Regions from separate parts of the Capra hircus genome. Here region 1 is linked to region 2. The links are chromatin contacts, called in public Hi-C maps. All regions are on one chromosome and are shown on one strand. The core of a region is the stretch at or near the end of the contact, and the rest is flanking DNA. Distances in the headings are between cores, read along the strand shown. Region 1 overlaps GRHL2 (grainyhead-like protein 2 homolog). Region 2 has its middle 100 kb from the start of ZNF706.

Region 1 (6,395 bases), core at 469-2,968, 290 kb after region 2:
CTTAAAAATAGAGCACTATAAATGATTAGTCTCTTTTTGGAGTAAGAAGCTTTTTGACATAAAAATGCTTATTTATAATATCTGTTTAAACTATTATAAGCATCCAAATCTTACCAACGTAAAGTTCTTAGAACTCTCCTGGCACCAAGGAAGTGCCACATCTGATTAGCCGTGTCACTTGTTCATCAAGAATTAGCTCTAAAGCCGCGTCCTTTACGCTGCATGCCTCCATTGACCACATGGCTCCATTGTGTCATGGCCTTACTTTGGCCAAAATTGGGAATATGTTGTTGTTGTTTTTTTTTTAAGCCAGTTTGATAAGCAAAATCTATATTTTAATGTTTTACTTCTAAACCATTAGCGTGTCCCTTTCTGTGAATTGCCTTCGTGACTCTTGTCCATTTTTTAACTGGTATGTTAGTTGCTGTTTTCTTTTTAAATTTGAATCACTATTTATATTGATTTAACACTTTATATGAGATTTTATGGGCTTCCCTGGTTGCTCAGGCAGTAAAGAATCCGCCTGCAATGTGGGAGACCTGGGTTCGATCCCTGGGTTGGGAAGATCCCCTGGAGAAGGGCAGGGCAGCCCACTCCAGTATTCTGGCCTGGAGAATCCCCAAGGACAGAAGCACCTGGCGGGCTACAGTTCATGGGATCACAAAAGGTCAGACACGACTGAGTGACGAAGCCCAGCCCAGCACAGCACACGAGATTTACATAGCAAGTATTTCCACCAACTTGTCCCTTCATTTTTAATTGATCTGTGTGCGTTTTACAGAAGGATTAAATTGTATGTTCTCAGATCTATCTCTTGTGTGTGATAACTTGGGGATTTTCTAGGGGCAGAGGTTTCTGACCAGTCCATATTTCGCTATTTTTTAAATGTGCTGCCACAAAGGGCAGAAATAGTCAATGTGGATTTGAAATGTAGGGGAGGAGTTTAGGCTGGGAGAGTCTATCTGGATGTCACCTGTCTAGAACACCTTGGAAATATGGGTATAGATGGACTTCTCTGCCACAAGAATGGAGAGAGGGAGAGGAAAAGGGAACTAAGTTGAAATGTCTATATTTGGGGCGTGAGAAGAGGAAAATGAGTCAGCAAAGCTGACATCGAAGGGTGACTAAAAAGAGAAGAGGGTGATCAAAGAATCGTGGAAGACCAAGAGACGTGGGTGATGGTCAGCTGGTTAATTTGGATGGAGCTGGCAAGAGATGCCAATGAAAAAGTCAAATTACAAGGAACAGAGGAGCAAAAAGTCAAATTGAATGCCATTTCCAAGAGCATATGAACATATTAAGACAAAACCCCAGACTGTACTTGTATATACAAAATCTCACACCCTGTGTAGTTTGCTTCAGCCCTACCTCATTTCCCCTTTTGTAATAATTTTTTAAAGTTCCATACCAAGGAGCAAAGGAAAAGTTCTATAGGAAATTCACACTCAACTTTCATGCCCAACAGGCCAATGCTTCATCCTACGACATTTTATTTTAAATAAATATCACTAAAATTACTTAACCGGCTTCACTGGGATAGGGAACTGAGTCTGGCCTTTCTGTAGCAATTCAAAATTGGAGTTGTTTCAATAGGCAAGATACCAAAAAAGGGGAGACTTTGGGAGGAGTGGGGTCCCTCCCTCCCCCAGGAGGTCAGCAACATCGGGTAGGCTAAGAGGCGGTCGACATCGCTGGAGGATGGAGCCGCGGCGGCCGGCCTCCCCTGCCCACGTTTAATTTCTTATCCCTGTGACTTGTGTGCGTGCAGTTGTTTTGCACGCTCTGGTAACATGCCTGGCATTGTGTGTATTTGTTCTTCCCTGTCAGGGAGCAGAAAGAAAAATCCGAGATGAAGAGAGGAAGCAGAACAGGAAGAAGGGGAAAGGCCAGGCCTCCCAGACCCAGTGCAACAACTGTGAGTGTGGCTGAGAAGGGGGGTGGGCTTCAGCCGGGCCAGGGCCACCAAGGAATGGGTGGAAAGAAGTGGGTTGCAGGTAAAATATGCACATCCATGTTATGGCTGGGCTTCCCTGGTGGCTCAGACAGTAATGAATCCGCCTGCAGTGATGGAGACCTGGGTTTGACCTCTGGGTTGGGAAGTTCTTCTGGAAGAGGGCATAGCAACCCACTCCAGTATTCTTGCCTGGAGAATCCCCATGGACAGAGGAGCCTGGCGGGCTTCAGTCCATGTAGTTGCAAAGAGTCAAATACAACTGAGCGAATAAGCACAGCACAAGTTATGGCTAGGCATGGCGATGGGGTGAACCATCCCTGTGAAACGCAAATGGAATCATGTGATTACATTAGAGCTAGGAGGGAGGTTCTAATACTCCAGAGACCAACCTCCTTCTTCGGACAAGAAATCTAGGGTGCAGAGAGCGACAAGAGGGCACCCCTTCAGGAGTGTTCACTCCAAGTCCACACTCTTTCTGCTGGTCTGGTGATGGGAGAGGGGAGGCTTTTAAAGTGTGTTCACATATATGGCATTTGGGAAGCTTCATAGGAGACCACTGCAAACTTTAGCCAAGACAAGAGCTTACAAGTGAGAGATCTTAAGTCATCCATGACCCTTGCGCTTATGGGTTTTGTGATTGTTTCCAGCCTCTGATGGAAAGTTGGCAGCGATACCGTTACAGAAGAAGAGCGACATCACCTACTTCAAGACAATGCCTGATCTGCACTCCCAGCCGGTCCTCTTCATACCTGACGTTCACTTCGCGAACCTGCAGAGAACAGGACAGGTATGGCCGACCCACTCACATCCACCTGCCATCCATCCACTCGCCAGGTAGAGCCTTAAGAGACCATCACTTCAGGAGCTATTGACCTGAAAAATAAAACCCATGCGTTCGACCAAAAGCCAGCCATTGCCTACAGAAAATCTAATTTTATAGAAAGGAATGTCTCAGGAGAGGAAACCAACTTACTAAGGGGAAGGCAAGAGTGAGCTGATAATAGTGAAGTGTTGACAAAGCAGTGAAAGAGGAAGAAAGTAAGAAGGCTGATAACCTGTAAGGCAAGTTTTGTGAGTTTTGTTCTGTGGGATCCGCATGATGCAATAGGGCTCCATCTAATGGTGGGAAATTGGACTGCACCCTTTGGAAAGGTGCTTAAGAGGAAAATTCTTTGATTAAATAAACTCTGTTAAAAACTTTTTCGTAGTAAATTGACAGTTACTGTTGAATAGGTAAATTATTTTAAACCAAAAGAAAAATGAGATTGTAGACAAGCCTTTTAAAAGATAATTCCTATCTTCTAGTTCTAGTTACAAGTGAAATTATAGAGATAATATTATAATACATAAACATCCAATAATTAGCTCCTTATGGTAGCTCACGGTAATGATATGTTATGCAGCCACTAAAATTATAATTAGGAAAACTATGTAGCACATAGGAACTAGTTATGATAACGTTCAGTGGGGAAAAGGTAGAGTATTCATTTGTGTCTATACTGTGATTCCAAATACTGGGTTGGCCTAAAAGTTCATTTGGGTTTTTTGCAAGATGTTACAAGAAAAATTGTAATACTTGATGAGTAAGCTTAAGAGATGGATAATTTTTTTTTCTTTTTGTAATGTCTTAATATTGTCTATTTTACGTGATAAATTAAAATTGTGCGAAAAAAAAATTACTTCCCTAGCTTTAGCCAGAATTGTCTTTCTGTTGAGAAATAGGTGCATACTGACACATTCAAGTTTTTCTTCCGTTCTAGTGTTCAGGTACTCACTGGAATTGACCTTAGTCTAGGAGCAGAAATTATTATTGGCTTAACTTTCTTTTTCTTGAGAATATTTTGTCCCTGGGCCATTTCATTTTGTGTATGAGACAAAACAGTTATACAACCAGGACTTTTTAGTTGGTGTTTTTGACGCCAGGGGGTAGCAGAATACCCCCTAGCTCTTTTTCTTAGAGTGCATCACATTAAAATTTAGCATTCTCATCGCGTCTTACTTGTCTGATAGGAAAAAGACACAAAGATAAAAGGAAGAACGTTATGATTTGTTAAGACATGAGTGCCAGCCCCTAATTTTATTTTTTAATACCCAAGAACATGGTGATTTGTGTATTTACAGCCTTCGTAAATACATGGTATATTTTGAAGCTAGGTAGTCACACTTTTAGGAAAGAGGGGATGGTTGAGTTAAATTGCTCTCATTGTTTACTGTTGGGATTCTGGCTTCAGCCCTGTGTCAAAGCTGACAGCCTGACCTGTTCTCTTGGCAAGATTTCTCTGAAATACACAAAGCTGTAAATGAATCTTAAGAGGAAAACTGACCAAAGGGGCTGCTCGTGACTGTCTCTGGCCTCACGTGCCCCCTCGGTGTCCTGAGCGGGACTCCTAGCCCGTGGCTGGGCAGAAGAAAAGTGTAGTCTTTCCCATTTGTCGGTTTCAGCAGTTTGCAAAGCAGCCCAATCAGTATCGCCTGAGGCATCAGCAAAGTTAAGTCCTGCTGTCCTTGAAGAGCCTCGGGCTTTCCCTGTGGCTTTGGAGTCAGAATGTAGGGAGTCGGTGAGGGAGCCTGCCTGAGCCCCGGGTGACAAAGGAACGCACTCTTCTGTGCGCTGGGACAGTGTGCGAACATCCCGTATTTGGTCAACATGCTTGGCTGAAGGAAAAGAGCACCTGCGGTAGCTGGTCAGGACTAGAAAGGCTGCCTTTCCTTAGAAGAGTTAGGAGTTTTAGGGGATGAGTCCGGAGGCAGGAGGGAAGAGGGCAGTGCTGTGATGTTGGAAGTGGGCAAGGGACAGAGCGTGGCGAGCTTCGACAGGCCAAACAACAGCTAGCTGTGGCAGGTCATGAGCTGGCCCAGTTTTCCCATAAAGGAGCAGAGATGGAAGGGAGGAAGGCAGGTGATGGTGTGATGCTCAGTGACCGCCGCTGCCGTGGGCCTGGCAAAGTCAGCCGTGTGGCAGCCCTTCAGCTGCAGAGCAAGCCGCCGGCTAGCTCTCCCTGCCAGCCCACATGTCCCCTTCTCCCTCACTGTCTCCTTGATTCACTCGTGGGTTGAAATAGTCACCGGGTGGTTATCAAAAACTCACAGGAGGGCACTGTTACCGAGTCCGTGCTCACTCCGCCCCCTGCACGACAGGCCAGTAAATCAGAGACGAGGAATGTGGAGGCAAGGATACGACATCGTTCAGAAAGCAAGAAGGTGGCAGAGCAGTATCTCCAAATGACCATCTTCTCTGGGCCTGGATGCCAGTTTCTGTTATAGGACAGAGATGGGGAGGAGGTGAGGAAGTAAAATAAAAAGGTCATAAGTCTTGCCAGTATCTCCTGGAATGGCCAGCCTGAGGGGGGAAGTGGGATGGGGACAGGTTGTGTTAATATCTTCTTTTTTTGTAAAATTCAGGCAGAGGGGCAGGGTTCCCCAGGCAGGCCTTTTAGTAAACAGAAGCAACGAGGGGGAAGCAAAAGGTAAAGAAACAGATCCACTATGGAGGCAGATTTTGTTGTCCCCTGAAACAGCATGAACCCAGCGTGCAGGCACTGTGGAGGTCTTTGGTTTCCCTCTCCTCGCATTAAAGCCCAGAAGATCCAACCAGTGCATTCTAAAGGAGATCAGTCCTGGGTGTTCATTGGAAGGACTGATGCTGAAGCTGAAACTCCAATACTTTGGCCACCTCATGCAAAGAGTTGACTCACTGGAAAAGACCCTGATGCTGGGAGGGATTAGGGGCAGGAGGAGAAGGGGATGACAGAGGATGAGATGGCTGGATGGCATCACCGACTCAATGGACATGAGCTTGAGTGAACTCCGGGAGTTGGTGATGGACAGGGAGGGCTGGCCTGCTGCGATTCATGGGGTCGCAGAGTCAGACACGACCGAGCGACTGAACTGAACTGATGCATGGTGACTTTTGTCAAGAACCCTTGAAAAGAAGTGATAGAGGAGCTTGGGAGAAATTGTGGGATGCACAGGCATCATTCTTCTGAATCATGTGTACTTGGCAGGTACCAGCCTTCCTCAAGGCACCTGAACCCAGGGAGGACATCCCTTCTCCCTCACACCCTCGAGAACCATCTCCCTGACTTGTGGCTTGTCAACCACCTCCACTCAAATCACAGGCGTTCTTGATAAGAATTCAGGTTCCCAAGGTTCATTCCAGATCTTTCAAATTAAAATCTCCAAAGGGGAGCCTGGAAATTTGTGTTTATGAGAAGTTCTCCAGATCGTTTTTATGTATTACGAAGTTTGAGAACACTATCTAAAAATTAAATTTGTGCAATAAGCACTAGGGCCGACTAGGAAGAAATGGTGGGTCATCCTGTGAGGAGGAGGAGAAGCGGCAGTGCGGGGAGGCGCCAGGGGCAGCGCAGTAGAGGCTGCGCAGGGAGCCAGGGGGACACTTAAGAGAAGGCTGCTTCTGGTTCTGGGTCACCAGGCACCT
Region 2 (5,874 bases), core at 2,229-4,728:
TTATAGTCATTAGCTTGTAATAATCTATAATGGAGTCTATTCTGTAAAAATAATAACCATGTAGCACGCAGGAAATGAATATCATTCTGTAAATCTCCTTCAATTAAAAAAAAAATAAGCTATCAACATATTTGGTAATGAGAATACCTTGGGGATAAAAAGGTATGGAATTGCAAGCACCCGGGCACTGAGCCTCAGAAACCATACCTAAAGAACTCAAGAAAAAAAAATCCATAAAAATAGACTGAGAAGGACTTCCCTGGTGGTCCACTGGTGAAGACTTAGTGCTTCCACTGCAGAGGGCCTTGGGTTCAATCCTCAGTCAGGGAACTAGGATCCTGTATGCTGGGTGACGTGGCCAGGAAAAATATGTATATGGAGAGAGAGACTGGAGAGAAAATAGGTGAAGAGTTCTAATGATTGCTGACCAAGAGATAATGATAGGTATGGAGGAAATTTGGTGAACGAGTGTATATTTAGTTAACGGAATGGTTGGTCTCTTAATGAAAGGAGACTAAACCAAGGGATGTAGTAAATTACTTGTGCTATGCACCATCTGTAATCTATTTATTTTGCAGGACTTCACCATCAGTATTCTTGTTTCCACTGAACAGATGAGGAAACTGAGGCTCAGATTTACACAGCTAATGGGAAGGGGGGATTGTGACGCCAGGTATCTCTCATGATTTCTCTAACTGGGTTTATCACTAGATAACAAATCTGTTATTTTCTTTCTACAGTTCTTATTTATCAACTGTAGAAGTCAAAGCAAATTAAACAATACAGGACAAGTTCGTGGTTTCTTATTTTAAACAGATGTATCTTTCTGAAGAATTCGATAAAGGAAATGTAATCAGAAGTCGATGCTTTCCTGGGTGATGTTGCGAACTGCCGGGTTTATTTTGGATTGGAAGACACGTTGCAATAATCTGTGTTTAGTTTAAAGGTGGTAGCTAATACATATTCTGTTCACAATCTCTTATGCACCCAGTTGCACTGTGATGTTTTAGTCAGCAGGTGGCGATGTTGCGTCACAAGGGACAGCCAACGTTCTTTGCTGATGAGGTAAATGGTGATTTTATTTCCGTATCAATAGCTCTATTTTAAAATAAGACAATGGGCTACGGTCTGATAGCTGGAATCCTGTCTCTTCACAGGAACAAAGCAACACAGATATTTCAAGGAGTTCTTTGGGAGCGGTGTTCAGACTTCAGCAGCCGCCGGCGGTGAGGAATGGGACCTGCCTTCTCAGCCTCAGATCCTCCGTGCTCTGAGGGCGACTTCCTGCCTCCTGAAAGCAGGTGCTAGACACAGCGTTCTGAGTCAGCTAGCAGAAGGGTAGGTTCTTCTAACGACGATGGATATTATAGCCACTTCTCACTTTGGAGATCCCCAATGCAATTATTTCAGCTCTCAAGACCCCATTCAAAAAGTGGAATAAGGTCGGGGGGTGGGGGAGCATTTACAGCAAAAAAATTGGTTGCAGAACTGATGGAAACTGTTAGTCGTTCAGTCGTGTCCAAATCTCTGGGACCCTGTAGTGCGTAGCCCCCAGGCACCCCTGCCCATGGAATTCTCCAGGCACGAATAGTGGAGTGGGTAGTCATTCCCTTCTCCAGGGGATCTTCCCCACCCAGGGATCGACCCTGGGTTTCTCACATTGTGGGCAGATTTTTTAGCCTCTGAGCTGCAGAGGCAAATTCGTGTAACTTATGCTTGAAAGAGACACAAAGCTTTTTTTTTTTTTTTTTAATTAGGGGCTGTTATCATCTTGGACATAATGCTAATCAGGCTAGTTAGTTTTCTGCTTTATATGGATTGAAAATCAGCTGTTTGGAAGAGGGGGGAAAGCTAAAGTATAATACAAAGATGAACTTGAGTTCAAAACTCAGGGTAGTAAGACGGAGCACGGAAACATGAGAAGAACGGAAAATAAGGACTTGAAGGCCTGGGACTGCGGTGCAGGGACAGAGAGCGCCCCGGGGGCGTCACTGTGGCAACGCTCGGCCTGCTTTTAAGGAGACCCCGAGCCTTGATCTGAGTTAATAGCGCATCGTCCATAAAGCAAGCAGGTGTGTAACGAGATGGAGATGAAGAGGTTTCTCCCGGTGGAGGGAGTACAAAAAGATGGTTTGCTGCAGAGCACAGTTCCAGTGACTGGGAAAATGAACTGGCCCGCTGAAGAGCAGCTACAAGCTCTTGGGCTCTGGAGGCAGACAGACCTGAACGCAGATACCAGCTGACATGTCTTACAGGAGCATCAGCAGGTTACTCAAGCTCCCTGAGGCTCAGCTTCCTCATCTGTAAAAAGGGGATTAAGTGAGGGTTTGGGTGAGGATACGGAGAAGGAAATGGCAACCACTCCAGTATTCTTGCCTGGAGAATCCCATGGATGGAGGAGCCTGGTGGGCTACAGTCCACTGGTCGCAAAGAGTCGGACAGGACTGAGCTACTTCACTTTCACTTGGGTGAGGATGCACAGCACTGAGCCCAGGCCAGACACATGTCAATCCCTGGTAACATTTTTTTATTCCAGGTAAAGTGAAAATTGAATGGTTTTTCCAGTAGTCATGTGTGGATGCGAGAGTTGGACTATAAAGAAAGCTGACCGCTGAAGAATTGATGCTTTTGAACTGTGGTATTGGAGAAGACTCTTGAGAGTCCGTTGGACTGCAAGGAGATCCAACCAGCCCATCCTAAAGGAAATCAGTCCTGAATTTTCACTGGAAGGACTGATGCTGAAGTTGAAGCTCCAGTACTTTGGCTACCTGATGCGAAGAGCTGACTCATTAGAAAAGATCCCAATGCTGGAAAAGATTGAAGGCAAAAGGAGAAGGGGATGACAGAAGATGAGATGGTTGGATGTGATCACCGACTCAGCGGACATGAGGTTGAGCAAACTCTGGGAGACAGTGAAGGACAGGGAAGCCTGGCGTGCTGCGGACCATGGAATCAGCAAGAGTCGAACACAACTGAGTAACTGAAGAGCAACAAAAAGTGAAAAGTGAGCATGTCACTCAGTCGTGTTCGACTCTTTGTGACCCTCTGTCCGTGGGATTCTCCAGGCAAGAATACTGAAGTGGGCTGCCATTTCCTTCTCCAGGGGATCTTTCCAACCCAGAGATAAAACCTGGGTCTCCTGCATTACAGGCAGATTCTTCACCATCTGAGCCACCAGAGAAGCCAAAGGGTAAATGTGTGGTCATGACTTCTACCCGTGTTGGGATGCCAGGACCACAGACACATCTTGGGTTTCTCTCTGGGTCCCACCTCTGGGTGCAGGGTTCTGGCTGTAACCCACAGCACACTGTGCTTGCCTCAAAGCCTGACCAGGGGTGCCGCCCCACCTCTGGCCACACAGCCGATCTCCCCACCACCCACAGCCCTGGTCATTCTGCCCCCACCGCGTTCTCTCTGAGTGCTTTCTCCACCTTGTGCCTGGATCTTGCCATTCCAGCCCGCCAGCAGGGTCCTCACGGAGACCCCACGTCACAGAGCCCGTGCTTCCAGCGTCCAGCAGCGGCTCAGCAGAGCAGTATCACAAGATGGAGCCGAGACTCACGGACCACACTGACCCCAGGATGAGTGCTCCCCGCCCAGGCTGGGCTTGCCCCCTTCTTTCTGTGATCCTTCATCCCCCACATCACCCTTCCCTGCTTCCCCAGGAAAGTATTTACCTGCTGGCTTTGATGACAGCTCGGGGTCCCCACACAGTACAGTCCAACCCTGGAGGTGCCTGGTTCCTCCCAAATCTGTGGTATAACAGATTCCCACAAGTTTGGTGGCTTAAAACAACAGAATTTTATTCTCTCAGCTCTGGAGTCAAGGTGTCGGCAGGGCCATGCTGCCTCTGAAGTCTCCAGGGGAGAATCCCTTTTTTTTTTTCCTCTTCCTGGATTTCTGGGGACTCCATGCAGCCTTTGTCTTGTGGCTCATTCTTGCCCCCGTCTGCATATGACCTTCTCCTCCTGTGTGTGCACATCCTCTCCTCTGTCTCTTATACGAACACTGGCAACTGGATTTAGGGCCCTCCAGGGCAATCCAGGGTGACCTCAACTCTAGAACCTGAACTTAATTACATCTGCAAAACCCATTTTCCAAATAAGGTCACATCCGTAGATTGTAGGACACATGGATGCACCGTGTCATGGCCGTCATTCAACCCACTGTACACGCAATGCCTTGATGCCACCGTTCAGCCCACTACACACACAGAGCCTTGATGACCTCTGAAGGTGGCGGAGAGCCGGCAGAGAGCCCTGTAGGGTGGCTCTGAAGTTTCTGGTTTTGGATGACTTCCCCGGGCTTTCACATGAATCCCCTGGAGGTACCTTCTCACCCTTGCACCACCCCACCTCCCTCTTTCTCCTCAGTGGTAGTGTCCCCCACCAATCCAGAGTATCTTCACACATGCTGAAAACTGATTGGAAAGATCTTTAGGGGCTTCCCTGGTGGTCCAGTGGTTAAGACATGTACTTCCAATCCAGGGGCATGAATTCCATCCATGACTGGGGAACTAAGATCCCACAGGCCACAGAGTGTGGCCAAAACAGAAAAAGGAAAATTCTTTAAAAAAAAAAATAGTTTTAATGGAAGGATAATTGCTTTACAGAATTGTGTTGGTTTCTGCCAAACATCAACATGAATCAGCCGTAGGCGTACCTATGTCCCCTCCCTCTTAAACCTCCCTCCCACCTCCCTGCCCGTCCCACCCCTCTAGGTTGTTGCAGAGCCGCGGTATGTGGACAAATACAGAGAACAGACGTGTGGACATGGAGCGGGGAGGAAGGAGAGCGTGGGATGCATGGAGACAGCGGCCTGGAAACATACACTACCACATGTAGAAAAGAAAAGGAAAGATCTGCCCATGGGAGACACTCTGCAGCCACCCTCATCCCACACAATTTCCCCAAACCAGGGCCCTGTGAATTCCACTAGGAAAGCCCCCGCCTCACCCTGTAACACCTTTACCCTGAACCTGTGAGGCTGGGCTGAGGCCCCAGTGCCCTTCCTTGGACGTTGACTTCACACTGTGAACATCCAGCTGCAGCTCCTCAGCCTCTGTGTATCAAACCAGCCCCACCCGTTTCAGTTCTATCAAAAGTCCTTTAGCACCTAAAGTGTACTGGTTGCACACACACACACACACACACACACACACACACACACCCCTCAATGACTCAAACTGGAATGTAGCACCATTAATGCCCACAGGTATTTTGTTGGGAAAGACTGAAGGCAGGAAGAGAAAGGGATGACAGAGGATGAGATGGTTGGATGGCATCACCAACTCGATGGACATGAGTTTGAGCAAGCTCCAGAAGTTGGTGATGGACAGGGAGGCCTGGCATGCTGCAGTCCATGGGGTTGCAAAGAGTCGGGCATGACTGAGCAACTGAACTGAACGGATTCTGAAAGATTATATCCAAATCAGAGACTGATTTTTCTATTTTCCTGTGGATTTTCAATATTTTAGCGATGATCCTGTCTCATTACTTTTCTCATAATTTAGAAGTTTCTGTGCAACTCAAGATGTGACTGTACATATTAAAGTGAACAGTCAAAAGTCTTTCAGGAGGAGGGACTTCCCTGGTGGCCCAGTGGCTATGACCCCAAACTCCCAATGCAGGGGGCCTGGGTTCAATCCCTGGTCAGGGAACTAGATCCCACATGCCATTACTAAAGGTCCTGCATGCCACAGAGAAGACCCGGCACAGCCAAATAAAGAAATAAATATATATATATTTAAAAAGTCTTGCAGGAGAAGAGACAGTTCTTTGGACTGACGCACACACTGTAGAATGTCTCCGCCCTCCCCCACTCACATGCCAGCAGCCCCTCCCCATCAGCGATGAGTGACAGCCAAGGGCACCT

The links. A called contact is a pair of places that touch in the nucleus more often than the background predicts.
Region 1: a Hi-C map of liver shows a contact between it and region 2, with 5 times the contacts expected there. The contact joins two enhancer-like sites. A contact is called at or near these places in 3 of 5 Hi-C or Micro-C datasets (blood and liver).

The regions. Positions count from the first base shown.
Region 1 is chr14:19,428,678-19,435,072 of ARS1.2, forward strand. It overlaps GRHL2 (grainyhead-like protein 2 homolog), which reads left to right. Exons shown (of 16, transcript XM_005689192.3): 10 at 1,828-1,915; 11 at 2,602-2,741. Among named protein-coding and RNA genes, the nearest start is that of GRHL2, 130 kb to the left of the region's middle. Within about 2 kb of position 1,719, at least 1 of the 5 cell types and tissues checked has an H3K27ac peak or open chromatin away from gene starts, as enhancers often do.
Region 2 is chr14:19,140,648-19,146,521 of ARS1.2, forward strand. No RefSeq gene overlaps it. Among named protein-coding and RNA genes, the nearest start is that of ZNF706, 100 kb to the left of the region's middle. Within about 2 kb of position 3,479, at least 1 of the 5 cell types and tissues checked has an H3K27ac peak or open chromatin away from gene starts, as enhancers often do.